2 separate regions of the Danio rerio genome follow, and region 2 is linked to region 1. Evidence: chromatin contacts called from public Hi-C data. All regions are on one chromosome and are shown on one strand. The core of a region is the stretch at or near the end of the contact, and the rest is flanking DNA. Distances in the headings are between cores, read along the strand shown.

What was found. A called contact is a pair of places that touch in the nucleus more often than the background predicts.
Region 2: a contact with region 1 is called in a Hi-C map of an unstated tissue, with 4 times the contacts expected there. The contact joins the promoter of syt6a here to the promoter of c1qtnf12 in region 1. A contact is called at or near these places in 1 of 18 Hi-C or Micro-C datasets (an unstated tissue) and 1 of 4 datasets of contacts at active chromatin or transcription factors (embryo).

What each region holds. Positions count from the first base shown.
Region 1 is chr23:27,644,214-27,650,494 of GRCz12tu, forward strand. It overlaps c1qtnf12 (C1q and TNF related 12), which reads left to right and starts at 3,410. Exons shown (of 8, transcript NM_001080078.1): 1 at 3,410-3,641. The coding sequence starts at 3,468.
Region 2 is chr23:27,865,382-27,871,662 of GRCz12tu, forward strand. It overlaps syt6a (synaptotagmin VIa), which reads right to left and starts at 3,697. Exons shown (of 10, transcript XM_073939012.1): 1 at 3,572-3,697. klhl21 (kelch-like family member 21) reads left to right here and starts at 3,756. Exons shown (of 6, transcript NM_001320407.1): 1 at 3,756-3,866; 2 at 3,943-3,991.

The DNA.
Region 1 (6,281 bases), core at 2,160-4,659:
GTAGAAGTGCTTTTTTACTGTAGATGACTCTTGTTCACCAGGCTGTATGATTGCTGGTCTGCTGCTTGCAGAGGAATGCACTTTTTGTTGTGTCTATCCATAATCATCATTAAACCTTTCAGTGGCTTATGGCATAGCAGACCTTCTGCTGGCTTGGACCAGATGCAGAACACTCTTTGAAGCACATGCATCAATAAGCTTTTATCACACTGTAGGCAGCTTGTAGATTGTCCTCCTTGGACCACTGTAGTAATTTTTACCACTGCTGCCTGTAAGCAACCCACAAGCCATCAGATGATTTGACTCAGTTGTCTTGCCATAGCAAGTTGTCAGTTGAGACAAGGTTAGTCAGACCTTTTTATAACTGCACATGTGAATTGATTGTATATTTTACCATCTAATCTATCAAGACCTTAATATGTGCCTCGTTAGGAGATGTCAAAAATACCACATTCAAAAGCAAAGCATACACAAGTATTGGCAAAAATACATTGAAATGTATTAAATACCTCAATTTTACATGTATCAAAATAAACTCAAAATACAGCAGCCACAAATGTATCAAAATAAAATACTGTATTTTGCATTTTGAAAATGCTGCAAAATACTTTTACCTGGGAGCATGACATTTCTTCGCAAACCTTCCATATTCAATCAGTCCCTTTACCTTTAAAGTGAAGTACACAATAATTGACAGCAGCAACGTTTCTCTGAGCAAGTTTAAGTCAGCTTGTCCGCACCTCGTTGACCTCTCCTATGAGACAAAAACACCTGAATAGGTATTCATAAACCTTTGTTTCTGTTTGAACACGAAAGTCACTGGTTTGTGTCCCGGCTGGGTCAGTTGCCAATATTTTTAGCATACATTTTGTACAAATTTTATACAGAAAGTCCTGTCTTGAAGATGATGTCTTTAATCACTGTAAAACACCATATAATGCAGATTATGAGCTGGAACATAGTATCTCTTTATTGTGTTTCCATCATTTGCGTGGCCATTAAAATTGACACCATCTCTTAACAGCCTTATATTTTAAATGGGTGATATATGAAGAGGTTATTTACATTTTTTGTACACATAATTCTTTTAAATTAATTTAAACTTTGACATCTTTAGTCAGACATGTCCTCTTCATTTGAGCACCAGCAGATTAACTAGTGGCATTTAAAACTGCCAATGAAGTATCGCAGAAATCGCCACTGTGGGATTTATTTTAATATTGTTAATGTCTTATTTTCTTGGCATCTACATTAGCAATCCACCGTAAACTACTATTATATGTGCAGTATACTCTTTCTCCCAAGAGTTTTTCAGTTCTTATGGAAGAGTGTCAAGTTACCTCCTTAGTGAACACCAGTACAGCCTTTTGGAGGTTTTGTTAGTGCATAATATTTTATTCATACTCCAAGCATTGACGCCCTTCTTCAATATTAATAAATTTTCTGTTCTGATGTCAATCCTAGGCAAATAACTGAGAAAGCATGAATTTGAGGCTGCATTTTTACAAAGTCATCATGTAGACTTCTTACAAAGTATTTTACAGTACTTTAAAAATACAAAAATAGAAGACACTAAAGTATTTTTACTACAAAATATTAACCAGTTTTCATAAACCCTATCAAATACAAATGACAAAATACTATTTTGTATTTGAAATACATTTGAAATACTTATATCGCCTATCCCTGAGCATACACAATTTTTTTTTGTGTGTGTGTTTAAAATAGTTTTATGGTAAGTTAAATCTAAATTCAAAATAAGTGTGAGAAACATTTTTTAATTTGCGACTTGCATTTTGGTTTTATAGTAAAGTTTAATAATATACAGATTAATAATACACACTGAAAAATATGAAGTCCTGCAACTTTATTTCCAGCCACCAGAGGGAGGAAGAAGATCAGAGGATCTAGAATGTTACCAGTATTAAACAGCACTGTCTATTAGCATTGCAAAACTTAACCACAAAGTTAAAAAATGTGCATAATTGTCAATGAATCACAGTGAGTAAAATAATAAATTAATAACATGAACATATTGTGATTTATGTTGTAGTAATACTAGGATCACTATACACTAATGTTTAACAGCATGTTTTGCAAGTTATTACATTTAGCAATGAGAAATTAATAGTACTATGGATTATGTTTCTGATGCAGTACTAGTAGGCTGTGCGTACATGCAGATTTTAAGTTTGTTATGGAGTGACTCCATAACAGGGCTGTCCAGTCCTTTCCAGACATCTAGTCTAGTCAGTTGGTCAATCACTTTTAGTCCCTAAAAGCAGTTCTTTCTGAGTCTAAATGTCACATGTACTGCAAAGTAGGACACAACACACACTCACTCAGACACATACACGCACAGATTTACACCTACACACATGAACACGCATTCCCTAGAGTCTGCCTGCCAAAGAGCTCTCCCTCAAGACTTGAGTATTTCATTAGTGAGATAAAACAGGGCTGAGCCTACTGAGGTTGCCAGTTTCACTGATGAGGAAAAGAGTAGCAAGGGAATCAGAAAGAGAGAGAGAGAGAAAGAGCAAGAGACAGAGAGGGGGCTGTGATAAACTCTGCTGCGAGCCCTCCTGTAAGCAGAGTGAGAGAGTGCAGGAGCAACAGCATAAGATTTGGACAGAACTGTGAGCAGGACCTACCACAGATTTTGCTCTTTGGGGAGAGCGTGCATTTGTTTTTGTCACCCAAGGCTGATGTATTTGGGTGTGATCGTCCCATCAAGTGCTTTAAAGTTGCTCCGAGGGAGACTGATTTTTCCCTGCAAGGAAAAAAAGGCAAAGGAAGGCCAAAGGCTAAGAAAACTGGATCATTTCCAACTTCCAATTCCCTCAGGACTTTTTTTTCCCACCTCGGCTTCAAGAAGGAACCACATGTGAAGACTGATGGGGCAAGAGCTTAGCGTTGCTTACCAGAGAATCTTCTCAGCTGCATCACCACACAGACTCCACATCCCAGGAGCGAGACGGAGGTGAAGAATCAGAGAGAAAGTGAGAGGGAATCTGAGTAATTTCCATCCAGTTCCCCCTTTCCCAGTTTGGGACCTTCTTTAGTTGCCCTCTGCTACCCCCCATGGGGCAGGAAGCGTGAAAAATCTCACTAATGGGTTTATTTGCTGTCAGCTCAGCGACGACCTGTCATTTCCCAGGATTGCTCCGCACTTGACACATTTCATAGTCGAGTAAGCTTTGCTTTGTTTTTGCCAAAGGGGCTTGAGCCTCACACTGGTAGCTGCTGAGAAGATCAAGAGCAGGCTGAGGTATCAGGTGGAGTGGACAAGTTCCTTAATCACTTTGCCTGCCTCTTACAGTATTTATCTCCCTGTGAGGTCAAGCGTGCGGGACGTCTCGCTGTTCCTTTGTATTTCTTGAAGTCGAGAACTTCCCACAGAGAGAAGGACTGTGATAGAGTCTGCTTTCTGACCCAACAACGGTCTCCTGGCTGGTGGGCTGAAGATGCGTTGCTGGGTACTAGCTGTGGTGACGGCTGTGCTCTGGAGCCAGTGCATCCCTCTAGGGTGGGCCGAGGGCAGGAAGGTGCCTAAGAGGCTGAAGGAAGGCGCTCCACAGCACACCGAAGCATTCAACACCACTCTTTCCAACAGCGAGGAGCTGGATGGCAGCCCAAAGGTAGATATCACATGAGCCTTTCTCAATGCATTGCTGTTCATTATCCAGCGCTGCGCATTAACACCACTTCACATCAGAGTGTTCAGTAATAGTTTTACACAAGCTCTTGTTTAGAAGCAGTGTTCAGGTGTGCAGTCTTTTTAGGGCTATACAGCAGCTCGATGCAGCATTCTCAAATATGTCTAAAAGATGATTATTATTCAAGTAAAGGTGTTTTGAAGTGCTAATACAGTCAACATTGTGCTTTTAAAGGTATGGGCTCTGAAAAAGGCTGATTTTACAATTTTGCTTTGACCTTTTTATGTAGCTTTGTCAGATATTGTATATTTGATAATGGTTGTTATAATTAGCTTGTTTCTGTGTGACTTCATTTTACTGACATTGAAGGTAATCAGCAAGGCTGTGAAACACAGATGGCTGACGCCACTGTTACAAGTGTTTTAAATATCTTGGGGCTATGTTTTATCGAGAGTCTTACCCTAATGGCTGTTCTACTGTATAAGTAAAATTACTTGAGAATGATGAAAGGTGTTTACATGATTTAATACACCTTAAATTATATATATATATATATATATATATATATATATATATATATATATATATATATATATATATATATATATATATATATATATATATATATATATATATATATATATATATATATAAAAATTATATATATATATATATATATATATATATATATATATATATATATATATATATATATATATATATATATATATATATATATATTTAAATTGATGGTGTATTAATGAAGAGTTCAGATGAAAAAAAAACTTGAAGTGCCGTCTGAAATTTCCATAGAAAATGAGCATTATTCTCAGCCTCCCTTGTTTATGCTGAGTTATTTTACTTTGAAAATCATAAAAGGAACTTATTCTTTGCCATAAAAGTGAAATTACTGAACCTAAGCATTGTATATATATATATATTTATAAATATGTTTATTAATATTTTTTATATATACAGTTGAAGTCAGATTTATTAGCCTTCTGAATTATTAGCCCCCCTGTTTATTTTTCCCCCTAATTTCTGTTCCCCCTAATTTTTTCAACACATTTCTAATCATAATAGTTTTAATAACTCCTTTCTAATAACTGGTTTATTTTATCTTTGCCATGATGACAGTAAATACTATTTTACTAAATATTTTTCAAGACACTTCTATACAGCTTAAAATGTCATTTAAAGGCTTAACTAGATTATATAGGTTAACTAGGCAGGTTAGGGTAATTAGGCAAGTTATTGTATAATGATGGTTTGTTCTGTAGACTATCGGAAAAAATATAGCTTAAATGGGCTAATAATGTTGACATTAAAATGGCTTTTAAAAAATTTAAAACCAAATCAAATCAAATAAGACTTTCTCCAAAAGAAAAATATTATCAGACAAGCTTTGAAAATTTCCTTGCTCGGTTTAACATAATTTGGAAAATATTTAAAAAAGGGGGGCTAATAATTCTGACTTCAACTGTATAAATATATATATTTGCATTGAATGGATCAACAAGTAATAGTAATAGCCCTTTTAACTGTACAAAATGTTTTGTTTTAAATAAATCCTAAAACTTTTGATAGAAAATTATTTAAAAATGTTTTCATAAAATGATTTTACAGAAATCCTTAAAATGTTTTGTGGTTTCCAAAACTGTTTATGCAAAAATAAATAAATAAATAAATAAATTACATAAATAGAAAAATAAATAAAGAAAACTTAAATAAAGTCTTGGGGCCCTATCATACACCCGGCGCAATGAGGCACAAGGCCTATGATAGGGCTCAATACTTGTTTGCTAGTTTCAGCTTGGCGCAAGAGTCGTTTTGAGGCGCCACGCTCTTTAAATAGCAAATGCATTTGCGCTCATATGTGCGCCCATAGGCGTTCTGGTCTAAAAAGGAAGGCGTTCTGAGGTGCACTGCTTGTGCGTTGCTATTTTGAAAAACTATAATATATTTTTCATTAGACCAAAACAAACCCGGTCTAAACTCCAGCGCAGAGCCTTCTTAATATCGGGAGGCTTTTTCAGTTCATTCATAGCAATTTGCTTTTGTATAATGTTATTATTATTAGCAGTATTATTTATTAAATCCATATTTATATTTCGTTATTATCGTTCATTCATTCGTTTGCTGGAAATTAAAACTGAATTTAGAAATAGTTTTGAAACAAATATTTGTGCTTAACAAACTAAATTAATTATTTATAGGCTAATTGATGTCTGTGCATAAAGGTTTCCCTATCCAAGAGTGAAGTGAAAGTAGATCGTTTATCTCTCATTCTTGCGCGGTAGATGCTCTGTTTAACTGTTTTCTGTTAAAAAAACTGTTAACTGTTTGCTAGTGAAATGCTCAGTTTTTCCACTTCCAAATGCGCTTATGGTGCGACGCAGCTGGCTCTTAAAGGGAATGAGAGATGAGACTCTGATTGGTTTATTCTCAAAACACACCTATAACTCATTAAGAAAATAAACTCAACCCTTTTAGACCATGCGCCACGGCGCAAAGCGGATTTTACTGTCTTTAAATTAGCGAAAATTAATTCTGAAAGCGTTTGCGCCCTGCGCTTTGCGCATGGACCGTCAAAATAGAGCCCTTGGAGTTTAAAAAAACTAA
Region 2 (6,281 bases), core at 2,447-4,946, 220 kb after region 1:
ACAAAACGTAGTCCACCAACATAGTGTTGATCAGCAACATTATGCTTCAGTGCCCAAATCTAGCTTTGTATTTCATCCGACTATAAAAATGACTAATTTCAAACCTTATGGTGTGGACATTTTTATTAATTTGCGATGATTAATGTGGAAGCTTGGGGCTGTATACCTAAAGCAAAGTTGTAAATCCTTGGTAAACATTGACAAAGAGTGGGCAAATGAGAATATAATTCAGACAAGATTTATGCAGCACTTTTGTTCCAGTCTGTTGTGCAGTAAATTCAGGCAATTTTTGATTTTAGATATTGACAGACAGACAGACAGACAGACAGACAGACAGACAGACAGACAGACAGACAGACAGACAGACAGACAGACAGACAGACAGACAGACAGACAGACAGACAGACAGACAGACAGACAGACAGACAGACAGACAGACAGACAGACAGACAGACAGACAGATAGATAGATAGATAGATAGATAGATAGATAGATAGATAGATAGATAGATAGATAGATAGATTCTAGATAGAAAGATTAGTATGTTGCAATATTGTTAATACATTTTCCTAAAGAATGCACTGAATAATAGAACAAATGCATACAATGTCAAACAGCTCCATCTAGTGAGTAAATAGTTAAATTACAGCAGGCGTAATTTAGACGTCTAATCGTTTATAATTTACTTTAAAATGATTCAATATTCACATTTCATTAGATTTTTTTCTCAATTTCACATGATAAATAGTGACTAATTAAGCGTCCAAATTAATATTTAAATCATCAAAATGTTAATAATTGTTATGCTGTTGTTTTTTACATAGAAAGGTTTTATGGCATTTAAGACTTACATGAGTTTTTAAATCTAGAAATAAGTTTTGATATTTGCTCATATATCCATGTTTGAGAAGATTTTCAATTTGAAAAGAAATATATGGATTTTTAATTATTTTATTTCAATGCCTTATTTTAGATATCTTTATGTAATTTAACAGCCTCCTCTGAAGACTTGCAGGACAGTCATATCAGATGGATAAACCCTGCAAAGCTGTTTTTAAAGACTAGAGTCTGTTCCACCATAGAGCTTTACTGCATTGTAAGACCAGCTTAAAGGCAAAAATATCTTCTCAAGCATGAATAAATGCCTTCTTTTGAGGGTCTTGGTATTGGAATACAGTGACATCAGATGGATAAATACTGCAAACCTGTTTTTAAAGACTTGAGTCCGTTCCAACATTGCTTTACTCCATTGTAAGACTGGCTTAAAGGCAAAATATCTTCTCAAGGATGAATACATCAACATTATGTGGCAGTTTCTTCACCACATCAATTGTGAGCGTGTTAAAATGCACTCAATGTCATGGCTAATCAATGAGGAGCAGCAGCATGAAGCCAAGCCAAATCGTTTCTCTCAGAAGGGAATGTCAGCGTTTTCTCATGGGCCAATGAAAGCTGATGATCTTTTACACAGTTTAGCTCCATGTTTGACTACTTACTTTAAATAAAAAACAATGAATAAGAAATCTCAAAATTAATTAATCAAGCAATAACTGGTTAATTTTTTTTTCTTAAAATGCTCCTACTGAATACCAGCCAACTTCATTAAACAGTATTTGTTGTTTATGGCGTAAAACTGCTTCAGGATTAGATTTATGCATTTTATATAATCTAATTTATGCATCACATCTTGTTTAATCTCATTTTTAAACCTGTAAGTAAACACAATCAAGGTCCAGATTTAGAATCCAACATGATTAAAATAACGAACAGCTTTCGGTAATCATGATAAAATTAAATCCTATCTGAAATGTTCTTTTCAAAAGAACAGGCTTTCTATTTTTCCCCATTCACTCAAACAATTATCTCTGATTATGCATGCAAAGATTTGGTCTTGGCAGAAAGATTATTTTACAGCACCAGGGGGGCCTAACATCTTAAAGCAACATCTAGCAAAGCATGAAATAATCCATTTGCTTTAATGTTGATGCAAAATGCAAAATGTTCTGATGAAAAAATAAAGAATGATAAGTATAGTTTTGTTTCCAAGTGTATTTTTTTCCAGGTTATCTAAAATTCAAAAGAAGGAATATTTTTACCACCACAGCCCAATTAAAGTAAAAAAAAACACAATAAAATGATTTAATTAATTAATAGTGGGACATCTTGTCACATATAATGCAAAGAAACCTATTACCTCTTCCGTCATGTTTTCTGGCTAACGCTGACTCGAGTTCACTTTGCTTCTGTCTCCTGCTATCCTGATCCTGACACAGTTCCCACAAGATTGACTGCCTCTTTGCCATTTTGAAAATACAAATTATTATTAGGGTGGCCACTATGCCATTATTTATAAATGTAAGAAAGATGATTGGATGAAAATATTGTTGAGTGCCAATAGTTAAACCTGACTTTTGCGCCCACACATTTTCTGGAACAGGATCCAGCAAGATCTGGCTCAAATTAAGCACTGGGTGTCACATGAAATACAAATATTCGGTAACACTTTACAATATGGTTCATTAGTTAATGCATTTACTAACATGAACTAATCGTGAACAACACATGTACAGCATTTATTAATCATAATTGAACATTTACTAATGCATTATTAACATCCAAGTCCATGCTTGTTAACATTAGTTAATGCACCATGAGTCAACATGAACTAACAATGAACTACTGTATTTTCATTAACTAACTTTAACTAACATGAACAAATACAGTAGTAAATGTATTGTTCATTGTTTGTTCACGTTAGTAAATGCATTAATTAACATTAACTATTGAACCTTATTGTAAAGTGTGACCAAATATTCACATGAATGTGTTCCAAAACCCCATTTCCTGAGTATTTAATATGTGATTTACTTGTGACTTTAACATATAACGCTTATGTGATGCACTTGAGTTTTTTTTCTGTAAAGACGAGAAATAAATTAACATAAAAAGTCCTCAATGTATCTATTTATTGTGTTTATGTTCATTTCTTTACATATAGGCTGACTGTGCTATAAACTGTCCATGCAAAAAATATAAGTAGGATTTATCCTATTGTCTTCATATAATATATCTTAACTAATCCCAAAGAGGGATTTGTCAGGTCTTATTATTTTTACTATTATTTAAAAGTGGAAAAACCAAAAAGAGAGATTATTTAACATTTTAAGCAAGTCACGGTTATTATGCAACATAAAATATTTCTTTTCTGAAAATGAAACGCATTAAAATAGTGCAGCTGTTTTTACAAAAAGCGTAAAACTAACATTTTGTGAAAACTGGCTAATGAAAGTCAACCTACAGTAGGCCTAATCTTACCTTTTTGAAGTAGGTTATGGGAGTTAAATAAAAACATGTAACCTACATGATAAATATAAGTTTTAGAAACTGAAAATAGGGAGAATATAAGTTAACCATTGGGAAAGAAGACAATGAGCAACCGCACTTTTCATTCAAACCCTCATTTAAAGTCCTCCTCACAACCTGGTCTTCATTGTTTGGCGATTTTTTATCTTCAATGCTTTCGTCATGATATTTTCAAAAGAAATTTGACAGTTTTACTACATAAACATACCCGTATTATGTAGAAAGTGAAGTGAAAATCTCATCATAATGGTGAAGTATTTGACGACAAGCGTGCGCACGCCATACAGTTCAACAGTTTGGACAGTCCAACTTGAGATCACGTCACCATGTAACTGGTGTACAAGTGTCCAATGAGGGTCTCTTATGATGCGGAGTCATGGCGCTGACATGAGCGAGCCCAAAACCGACATGCTAGCAAATTTAAACCATACATACACAAATTAATCCAATCTGCCGAACTATCCGAGGCGAATATTAACAGAAACAGTCAACGGCTGGCTTCGGTAAGTAGAAAAGCGTACGAAACAGCTTATGTATAAAGGTAAAATGTGACGCTTCTCGTGTTGTTTTTCTCAACAGGCAGGCAGACAGGCAACAGACGGTCATTGTGTCGGGAAAGCGATTTCACGTATGTTTATGTTATGAATACTGACGCTGGATTTTTCTTCAAAGTCTTTTGATTACTTAACGTTACTGGTTTGGAAATTGCAATAGAAGCTGTTTCGTTGATGCCTCGTTAGTATATAGTTGGAGTAGGTGAAGATGAGCAATGCATGACATTATCGGTCAAATCTTAAAATAGACTGTAATTTGAAGGTCTTTTAGACTATAACAAAAACAGGTGTGACAAAAGGTTGAAACTAGCTTTAACCCCAGCGTGTAAAGACTAACTTTTATAGGCATCTATAATGGCTACACTAACGTCATCGGTCAAAATTGCAATAACATTTTAAAATATTACACTTTTATTTAGATTTTATATTAACTGTTGTAATGTATTTTAAAACGTAATTAACTAATGTGATTTAAATCAATACATCAATACTGTCCTTACCATCCTTCTGAAATCACATATAGATAAATACACATTTTATTTAATATATATATATATATATATATATATATATATATATATATATATATATATATATATATATATATATATATATATATATATTATTATTATTATCATTGTGCTGCCTCATATTTTGATGCAAAACTATCAGTACAAAAATATTAATACAAAATATTTTGTTATCATCAGTGGCACAATAAATTGATCAAAAGGTACAGTAAAATTATTTGTTACAAAATATTTTATTTCATATGTATATATGTATACACACACACACACACCTTTTACATAGACACACACATAGACCATTTTGAGGGATGTAAACAGTAACGGGGGTCCAAATCTATTTCCTGTTTTACATTTTTCATTTCCATATTCCAAGAATCCTGAAAGGTCTACATATTGATAAATAATGTTAGGATATGATTCAATTGCCTCTTGTTACAGTTATTAAAATTGTTTGACAACAAGCAGGAATAGTCATGGGCTAGTGACATCACCACATTGAAATGGTCTAATTCACAATATAAGAGGTTTTATTTGAGGTGAGAAGAGACTTTTTTTTCTAAAAGTATGTTTTTTTTTAAGTTTGACTGGCAGTATATACAAACACATATATTGTAAGTTGTTCTGACAACAAATTAATAAACAAAACAAAATCTGTTTATTTTTATGCTATAATCAATAGTTTTCCAAAAATTTAAAAACGTTTGTAAATATTGTTGCCGCTCAATGTATTGTTTTGTTTAATATAGAGCACTAATTTAATTTCTAAAATAACAAGAAATTGCTAACAGAACAAATCCTATCTTATTACAAGGGCTACTGGTGGGTTTCTGCATAAATGTGTTGAATTGAAGACTAGTTTATCTGGCTAAATAGGGTGAAGCAGAGTTTGATCTTGGATGTCCCGGGACCCAGTATTGCTCAGCTGCTGTATTTGGCTTGATGGAATGCAGAGCCGAGGCAGCTGTGTTATGGTGGGTATTTCTCAGCCAGGTGCAACATTAGACAGAAGGCCACTGATGGGTTAGACACACACACAAAGGGTGTACAATGGCAATAGATGGAAATGAGGCCCTGAGGGGTTCATAAAGGGATTTGCTATTGTTCAACAAGATACATAAACATCATCCACTGGTTGCCAGATCTAAAGGGTCAAGCAAATAAGAAATGATATGGAGGTCAATTTACCTACATACAAATACTGAAAAAATGTTTTGTGTGATAAACGTTTTTAAAGGAATCGTTCACCTAAAATCATTTTTTTTTTGTTAATTTACTTATCTGCAGGTCATCCAAGGTTTTATTAGCTGAATTTGTGGTCCTTGGGATTAATATAATGGCAGTAAATAGTAATAGGCTTTTAGATTAATTATAAATGCATACAAACAAGTCCAGACCAATAACCATGGCTTCTGATGACACACTGAGATCTTGTGAAGCGAAATGATTGGTCTGTGTAAGAAATTAAACATTATTAAAATATAATTAGCTTTAATCCAAAGCCTGGGCAAACAGATCTCTGCGCATGTGCAAATGTAGTTCTGTCGATATAATGTCGAAAGTGCAAAGGTGGTACTTTAACAGCAGTTCAGGTGACGCAGTTTGTTGATATTGGTTGATAGATATTGACAATTGCATCACCAGCTTTTGTACATTCGTCATCAAAAGCGACCAGTCTACAGTCTTCTTTAATATTCCACTGAAGATGAAAGTCACCTACATCTTTGATAACTTGAAGGTCAGTAAATTAACAGGACATTTTCATTCACATCAACTATCCCTTTAAGAAACCTCTGTGTTCAGAATGAATGTTTTGTACTGTTGATATGGCAGCTCC